Regions from separate parts of the Zea mays genome. Here all the other regions are linked to region 3. The links are chromatin contacts, called in public Hi-C maps. All regions are on one chromosome and are shown on one strand. Each heading gives the region's core, a stretch centred on a gene start, on an enhancer-like site or on the middle of the called end of the contact. The rest is flanking DNA. Distances are from core to core; before and after follow the strand shown. Region 1 holds the start of LOC103638361. Region 2 holds the start of LOC100275144. Region 3 holds the start of LOC100191721 (liguleless narrow1).

Region 1 (2,709 bases), core at 54-2,553, 220 kb after region 3:
ATATATATGTAATGACAGTTGGAAACACCGCCAGCTACCGCCAAAGTAAGCATCGACATCGATGGATGGGTCACCAGTTTGCTTCGGCGGTGCGGGTGCCTTCTCGCACTCGAGAGCAAGGCGGACGAGTCCCGAGGCCATCTCCCTGACGAGCGCGCCGGTGGAGTAGGCGGCGAGCTCGACCATGAGCGCGGGCGGGGCGCGCGGGTCGGTCTGCAGGGCCAGGTGCACGCGGCCGCGGCGGCGGCCGAAGATGGTGCCGGTGACGGTGGCGCAGGACCCCAGCGGCCGCCTCCCGCGCCCGCGCCGCGCTCGAGCTAGCACGGCCAGGATCGCCGACCGGAGCCGCGAAAGCGCTTCCCCGTGGCGCTTCCTGCCCGGCGCGTCGTCTGGAGTTGGACCAGCGACGGCGACGGGGACGTTGTAGGGCGTGGCGCCGGCGAACATGGAGGCGCACTCGTCGTCGCAGTCGTCGGCGGCCTCTTGCTGTTCGACGGTGACGGACCGGCCCTGCTGCACCTTGTTGGCGCGCTTCCTGAGCAGCCATTGGAGGTTTGCGAGGCCGCCCCCGGCGTTCTTTGACGGGAGCGGCGAGGCAGGCACGGTAACCGCCGGTGACGCAGCGTGGAATTCTCTTGCCATGGCGGCCGCCTGATCAGCTCGCTTCTCGTACATGCGCGTAAGACAGCAGACCGCTGGAAAAGCACAAAGCAGAGTATATATGAAGAAGGCAAGAAGCAAAGCTCGTCGTGCACTGTGACAGTGGACAGAGAGGCAGAGACGTGCAGCTTTATTAGTCTGCAGTGTGACAGAAGAATCCGTTAGCTTTGTGCAGCGGCGCAGGCAGCAGAAGGGCGGCCTGGGCTTTCCGCAGGCTGGTGTGCGCACGCCGTGCTGACTGGCCGAGGGAGGGCTGGATGGCCGGACCGGACCGCCGGATGGGTTGGCAGAGCAGGCGGACCTACAACCACCAAACAGGCAACAAAGTGATGATGTGAATGCAAAGGAAGTGATGGAATTTAGCTGTTTTCCTTTCGCTTTCATGGCGACGGGGAGAGACAGAGCATTGGGAGGCGCAACGCCGGCCGCATGACCCGCGCGCACGACACTGTCGCACTGACATGCGTTTCCAAATGATCATCAATACGTCTGCATGCAATGTTCTATGTTAGTTAGCCTCAGTTTGCAGAACTTTTCTGCACGCCCACTATTCGTGTAAAAAACGGCTAGAGAGCTAGGCATGCATATAGTCGTGAACTTCGTCGTCATAGCTCATCGGTCCTAGATTGACGATGTTCGTGGCTGATTTTTTTTTTGTGGATTTTAGTTAAAGCTTATAGAAATTAATCAATTTTTACCGCTGTAAGCTAACTGGCGAAAATTACTAATTGTTGTCGCGAAAATTAGTATTCTTTTGTTGGCCATGCAGTATGATCACCGAAAATTAACTAGTTTACTCCGAGTAATTCGATATTACGTGTGTTGCGTCTCTACTCATATTAACTACACCGTCGAACCTCCACCCTCGCTAGAGCAATCGTCCCGGCAATCGCTCCATCCAACCCTCACTCGACCATGCCGTCTAGCATGACCGCGTCGTCCCATCCACTTGCTCTGCCCCGACCGTTAACCGCCATTATCGACCACACCATCCACGTCTATCCTAATCTCCCAGCTCGGATACACCGCGTCCATCGGCCCCATATGCGCACACCCTAGACACCTAAACCCTAATCCTTGGCCAACCTGCTTCAACTATTTGTAGCTGCAAAGTGAGTATGATTATAGGGTTTTTAGACTCCTAAATAATTAGCAAAACCTAGAGACTATGAGGGATCTAACTCATTGGTTAACACTCTAGGTGAGAACTCTAATCATTTAACGAATCTATATGTTAAGACTCGTTTGATGTATAAAAATTAGTATTTATTTTGTTATTTGGAATATTTTAGACTTCAGTAACTAAAGCTATTTGAAGATATGTTATAAATCCATAAATATGGTATGGATAATTTGTGATTTGTGTGATGTGGATGGACATAATGTGATGGAAATGGATGAATAAGAATATATGTGTGTGTTATGTATCGATATAAATAGTTAATTTGCATCTGATAAGGCTAATTTTCATCAGTTACAGTGAGTCGATAGAAGTTAATCCTAATTTTCAAGGAGTTTCCATAGACGATGAAAATTAACCAGACAAACTTTCATCGGCTAGGATGAAAATTATTTTCATCGACTAGACGAGACTGATGCAAACTAACTAAGTAGTTTTCATCATTCACCCACAAAAATTAGCTAATTTTCATGGTTTAATATGCAAGAGCAATAGATCGACGAAAATTATCTAATTTTGAAGTGGGCATTTGCCAACAAAAAAATCCAGCATAGTGTTGCGAGATGGCGTCGAAAACATCCGACTTAATTGTTCATGTGGAAATTACATCAATTCATATATCGTGATCTCATTTGTGTAGTGTCGTTCAAAGCTCAATAACATCGTCTCGACAATGGGGACTTATTGTACTTGTACGTGGGGTTGTCGTCCGTGCAAATGCTTGCAATTGAATGGCGCATAGTAAAAAGAATATAATACTCCTTCCTTACTAAATTAAAATTCGTTTTAAGTTACTAAATAAGTTCATATAATACTTGATGTATGTGTTTCACATATGTGTCTAAATTCATTTTCATTTATTTAAATAT
Region 2 (2,700 bases), core at 104-2,603, 260 kb before region 3:
CTCACATAACGGGTCGTACAAAATGAAAATGTCATACATAAATACATGGATCTACCAAGTTACATGGTGACACCTGTTTTATTCCAGATTCCTCTAAAAGTGGAACAGACACTGTTGATGCATGAAACAGATATTGTATTATACTATTTGTCTAGATAGGAGTATGCAATATACTAATACAATGGAGAACCCCACTTCTGATAGTTCAGTTTAGGATAGTACATACATAAGCATGCATTTCATCAATAGAAGATGCCGTCAAAATATCTTTTTGAAATCATATTGGATGCGATTATATTCTATTTTCTGCTCTTTCATATAGAACGTAAATCAGTAGTTAAAAACTAAAAATGTTCACAATTTTGACACCTACAGACCATAAAAACATAATCTTCATGACTCATGAACAATTCAACATTTTGAGTAGATGCAATTAATATTGCGTTTCCCATTAGAAAGGATGGTAGTTTAGGCAAGTGCACATTCCAATGCAGCAGACAAGATGCATTCATGCATCAAGGGAAAAAGAAAAGAAAGCTCTGTTGTGTTGTGTCTCACCTTGCTGAGCGCCCGCAGGCACCTGGAGCAGCCGGCGAGCCCCGGCAGCGCGCAGTCCCTCTCCAGTCTCCTTGCCATCCGGCCCTGCGGCGCCGCGCACGCAGGCCGCCGCAGCCTCACCCCGCAGTAGCAGAACGCTACGTCGCACGCCGCAGTTCCGTTGCCAGTGCCGGTGCTTTCGCCCCAATGCGGCCGCGGTAGCGCCACCCCGGCCGCCCGCAGCGCACGGTCCGCCGCGCCGGCGCATTCCTCCGCGTCGTCCGGCAGCACTGGCAAGTCCACCACGGCGGCGGCCTCGGCCGACGCGGCCACCGACGCTTCTCCGACGCCGCTGCCCGAGAGCGCGGTGGGCGCGTACGCAGTGTACAGCCACGCGGCGAGCGCCGGGCAGCATCTTAGGCGCGGCGGGAGCGTCACGCCACTCCCGCCGGCATTGGCGTTGCACGATGCTAGGACAGCGGGAAGGAGCGGAGGCGACGGGGTGAGCTGGCAGACGGAGGTGGCAGCAGCCGCGGCGGCCTCTGACTGCTCCGGGAAGGCCGGGATTGTGGAGGCGACCCCGGCTGACTGGGTCTGCGTGGGCGAGGTGGCGCCGGCGGACGGGAAAAGCAGCGACGGCTCGAGCGACGCTGGGGCGGGCAATGCCGGCCACGCCGTGGCCAGCAGCAGGAGGCGGGTAATGATGGTGAGCAGCACCAGCAGCTCGGCGGTGTAGCGGTGGATGCCCGGCATCGTTGGTTCCTGACCTGCAGGTGACTGAGAACGTTCGGCTGCTCAGGTGACTGAGAATGGACAATGGAAACAGAATCTAGCACTCCAAGGCTCACATCAAACGTTCGAGTCGAATACACGTTTGGGACTTTTTGTGTGTTGGAGTGCCGCTTCGCCCGAGAAGCATCATGTCAGTCTTTGTTATTTTCCTGAGCTAGCTTAACAGCTCAACTGAAATATCTGAAATGCCCTGCCTGGTAATCATCCATGGACTGAAACATGAACATCATCCTGGTTCAAATGATAATTGCACTAAAAGTCCGTAAATTATTTTTTGGTTATGAACCCTTCTGGTTCCTAATTTTTAATAGTATCTCAAATGGTTAAATTTTACCCTTTATGTTTAAATTTCTCTAAGGCCCCGTTTGTTTCGTTGGAATTGAATTCCATTTTAATAATTATAATTTAGACAAAACTAATTAAGTTTATATATTTATATATGTAGTATATTTGTATATTATCCTAAATCATTTGAGAGATATAGTTATATACTATATTTATGGTATAGCGAAGCAAGTAGAAAAGTGTGCTATAAGTTGTACATCGAAAAATAACATGTAAATCTATAGAATCAATTTCCATCTTTCACCCTATGAATTTGAGATAGGCTTATATAATAACTTTGGAAAGTGGTGGAATGTCACATTCTAAAAAATAGCCTATTCTATTAATAAGATTACAATTCCTCAAAATGAAAGGAAACAAACGGGACCTAAGTAGTTTTAAATGCAAGTATTGTTAGAGTAAATGGTCTTGGCCCATATGAGTATTCCAATTGTTCTAAATAAATAGTCCCTCTGTCCTAAAATATAGTTTTTTTTCTAGCCCTCTTTTTCTCTGTTCACATTCATCTAGATGATAATGAATATAGACATACATATAAATTACATTCGTAGATTAATTAATAAATGTTTATTTAGTCTAAAACAAATTATATTTTGGTATAGAGGGAGTAATAAACATTCACCAATACTTAGTGTTATCCTAAACGTTAATTGTTAAGCAGTTGACTTATCGTTTAGCTACTATTCAGCCTAAACCGAAACAATCATAACCCCATATAAACAAACTAGTCAGTTGCCCGTGCGTTGCGACGACTCACAACAATACACACGTAAACTATCCACCAAAAAAGATCTCAATATTTTTTATTGATTGTCTCTGCTCTCCGCATATTTTTTTTTATTTGACTAAGTGAGTCGACATCGTGATAAAGGAAAGGCCATGTAGACAGTCAATATTGAGCCATCGAATGGGTACCATAGACAGCAAATCAGGGATCCCATCCCTCGCCTTCCCCACTTCCAAGGTTTCGTAGACCAGGAAGGGAAAGAAAGATGCAGTCATACCTGTTCGTTGCCGGAGAAGTAC
Region 3 (2,700 bases), core at 26-2,525:
GTCTAGGAACCAAATTAGCCTGCTTCTTAGGAGAAGAAATTCGACCAAAGACAAAAATCCTCTAATTCGTTGAGGTAGAAGCCAAAGATCCAATGTTGTGTCGAAGATGACCCTTTGGGGGTCCTAGAGGTCCCGAGTTGTCCTAGTGAGAACATAACTGCTTTTGACAATCTCCGAAAAGGAGCAGACACGATGGCCACTGAGTGCCGAAACATGACAAAGACTACGGCTACAACAAAAGTGGCCTAGTCATGGCACGGAGAGCTTCATGAACATTGGCAGGCATGACATGTCGCAAAGGTGATCAATGACCAAAGGGGACTAGGATTTGGAAGAATCTTCTTCGGTAAAAAAATCACGATATTCCTCACCCTCGCATGACTTAAGATCCATGTGTGTAAACATTATTAACATGCTTGTAATTTCATACGAAGCTGTAACTCACGACTATAAATAGAGGAACATTATCATGCATTGGACACACTTTTTTAGAGTCCATGAACACCGATTCGCTCCACCTCCGAAGATACCTTCTAACACCTTCGAGTCTTTATGAGTGAAATCAAAGGTATACCTGTAACCATCCATTATGTTGTAAGAATGGAGCAAATCCGATAAGGAATTGAGATGAGTAAATTGTTTCATTCTTTATATTTTATGGCTAATTGGTATCGTTAAATATTTGTGTTTCCATCTTCTCTCTTTGATTGACTCTTAAAAATTAGTCAAATAAAGGGAGAAGCTTAAAATGCGGTCATGTGTGCTGCCTTGTTTTTTTTTTGTTACCGTTAGTAATACAAAACGAGTGACAAAAATAATATTTGTATTTGTTATTTATCTACTCGAATAAATGTTTGGTCCTTAGGTATTCGTCCCGTTTTAATTATACATATATTCGATTTCGGTTGAAATATATTAGTTATCATATAGTACAACCTACTGTCCATCTGCCGTCAGGAACAAGAAATAAGTGACAAAAATAATATTTGTATTTGTTATTTATCTACTCGAATAAATATTTGGTCTTTAGATATTCGTCTCGTCTTAATTATACGCATATTAGATTTCGGTTAAAATATATTAGTTATCATAGTACCGTCCCGTTTTCAGCTGTACTCGTGCAGTCGTGCTGCGGATGGACACGCGCATCACCTGTCGCTGGGTCAAAGGTATCCGCCGACTGCAGGTGCTGACAAGGACAAAAGGCCAAACGCGACGGGTGACACACTCACAGTGCGGTCGCGCTCGGCTCCGCCCCGCCCGCCTCTCCCCATTCTCACTTCTTTTCCCCCAGTTGCGTTGCGTGCCCCTCGTTTCCACACTTTGTTGCGCTCCTTTAGCGCCGGCGGCCCGTAGCCTCAATCATCATTTCCATTCCATCCGGTTTCTTCCGACGACGGTGTGTACAGAGAGCAGGATCGGACAAGTCTCTGCTGGTAGAAGCATGGCGCAGCGCCGGCTGTTGGGCACGGCGCCGGCGCCCGCGGGCGATGCGGCGTCGCACGGCTCGGGCTCCAGCCCCGACGCGATGCGGATCATGGTGGGCGTGCTGGTAACGGTCATCGTCTGCACGCTGCTCTACTGCGTCTACTGCTGGCGGTGGCGGAAGCGCAATGGTGAAACTGCGCTCTGCTGGTGGCTTTCCTTTCCTTTCCATTCCATCCGCTGCTGCTGCGTGTGTTTCTAACATTGGATGATCCCTGCCCTCTTGTTCAGCCATCCGGAGATCCCTGCTGGACAGCCTATGGCGGCGGTCGAGCTCGGACCTGCCGCTCATGGACCTCGCCTCCATCCTCGCTGCCACCGACAACTTCTCCAAGGCCAACAAGCTCGGCGAGGGCGGCTTCGGCCCCGTCTACAGAGTGAGAAATCAACCCAAGGTCGATGGATGTGGCCACAGCTAGCTGTTTTGTTACTCTACATCTAATAGCAATATGCATGATTTGCAGGGCGTGCTGAGCGGCGGCTCCGAGATCGCCGTGAAGCGTCTGTCAGCGCGGTCGCGGCAGGGCGCGGCGGAGTTCCGGAACGAGGTGGAGCTCATCGCCAAGCTGCAGCACCGCAACCTAGTGCGGCTGCTGGGCTGGTGCGCCGAGCGCGAGGAGAAGCTGCTGGTGTACGAGTACCTCCCCAACCGCAGCCTCGACGCCTTCCTCTTCGGTAAGCGAACCAACAGCTCCTTGCCGCCATTGGGCCATGGCCACGTAGCTGTAGGTCTCACGGTAGGTGGGCGTGGTGTCATCACGCTATAAATTCCATGTTCCGTTCGTGTCTAGCTAGTACTACGAGCTAATTAATTCGAGGTGGATGGACTGGTACTATACTCCTAGTAACTTGATGCGCACAGCGCAACGGGACTAATAATTGTGCTCTGCTTACCATCCAAATTAAATTAGTGATCACAACAGATACGGCTTGGTTGGTTGATCAGTACTAGTACTAATTTAATTTAATTAAACCCTAGATCCGAGCAAGAGTGCGCAGCTTGGGTGGAGCACCCGGCACAACGTGATCCTGGGCATCGCCCGCGGCCTGCTGTACCTCCACGAGGACTCGCTGCTGAAGGTGGTCCACCGGGACCTCAAGGCCAGCAACGTGCTGCTCGACCACAAGATGAGCCCAAAGATCTCCGACTTCGGCATGGCCAAGATCTTCGAGGACGACTCCGACGCGATTAACACGGGCCGCGTCGTCGGGACC

The links. A called contact is a pair of places that touch in the nucleus more often than the background predicts.
Region 1: a contact with region 3 is called in a Hi-C map of endosperm, with 3 times the contacts expected there. The contact joins the promoter of LOC103638361 here to the promoter of LOC100191721 in region 3. A contact is called at or near these places in 3 of 25 Hi-C or Micro-C datasets (ear, endosperm and tassel).
Region 2: a contact with region 3 is called in a Hi-C map of tassel, with 3 times the contacts expected there. The contact joins the promoter of LOC100275144 here to the promoter of LOC100191721 in region 3. A contact is called at or near these places in 2 of 25 Hi-C or Micro-C datasets (ear and tassel).

The regions. Positions count from the first base shown.
Region 1 is chr9:50,606,314-50,609,022 of Zm-B73-REFERENCE-NAM-5.0, forward strand. LOC103638361 reads right to left here and starts at 1,304. Exons shown (of 3, transcript XM_020544432.3): 1 at 783-1,304; 2 at 39-695. The coding sequence starts at 1,044.
Region 2 is chr9:50,126,321-50,129,020 of Zm-B73-REFERENCE-NAM-5.0, forward strand. LOC100275144 reads right to left here and starts at 1,354. Exons shown (of 2, transcript NM_001149310.1): 1 at 559-1,354. The coding sequence starts at 1,290.
Region 3 is chr9:50,381,453-50,384,152 of Zm-B73-REFERENCE-NAM-5.0, forward strand. LOC100191721 (liguleless narrow1) reads left to right here and starts at 1,276. Exons shown (of 6, transcript NM_001137150.1): 1 at 1,276-1,635; 2 at 1,717-1,862; 3 at 1,950-2,160; 4 at 2,465-2,700. The coding sequence starts at 1,614.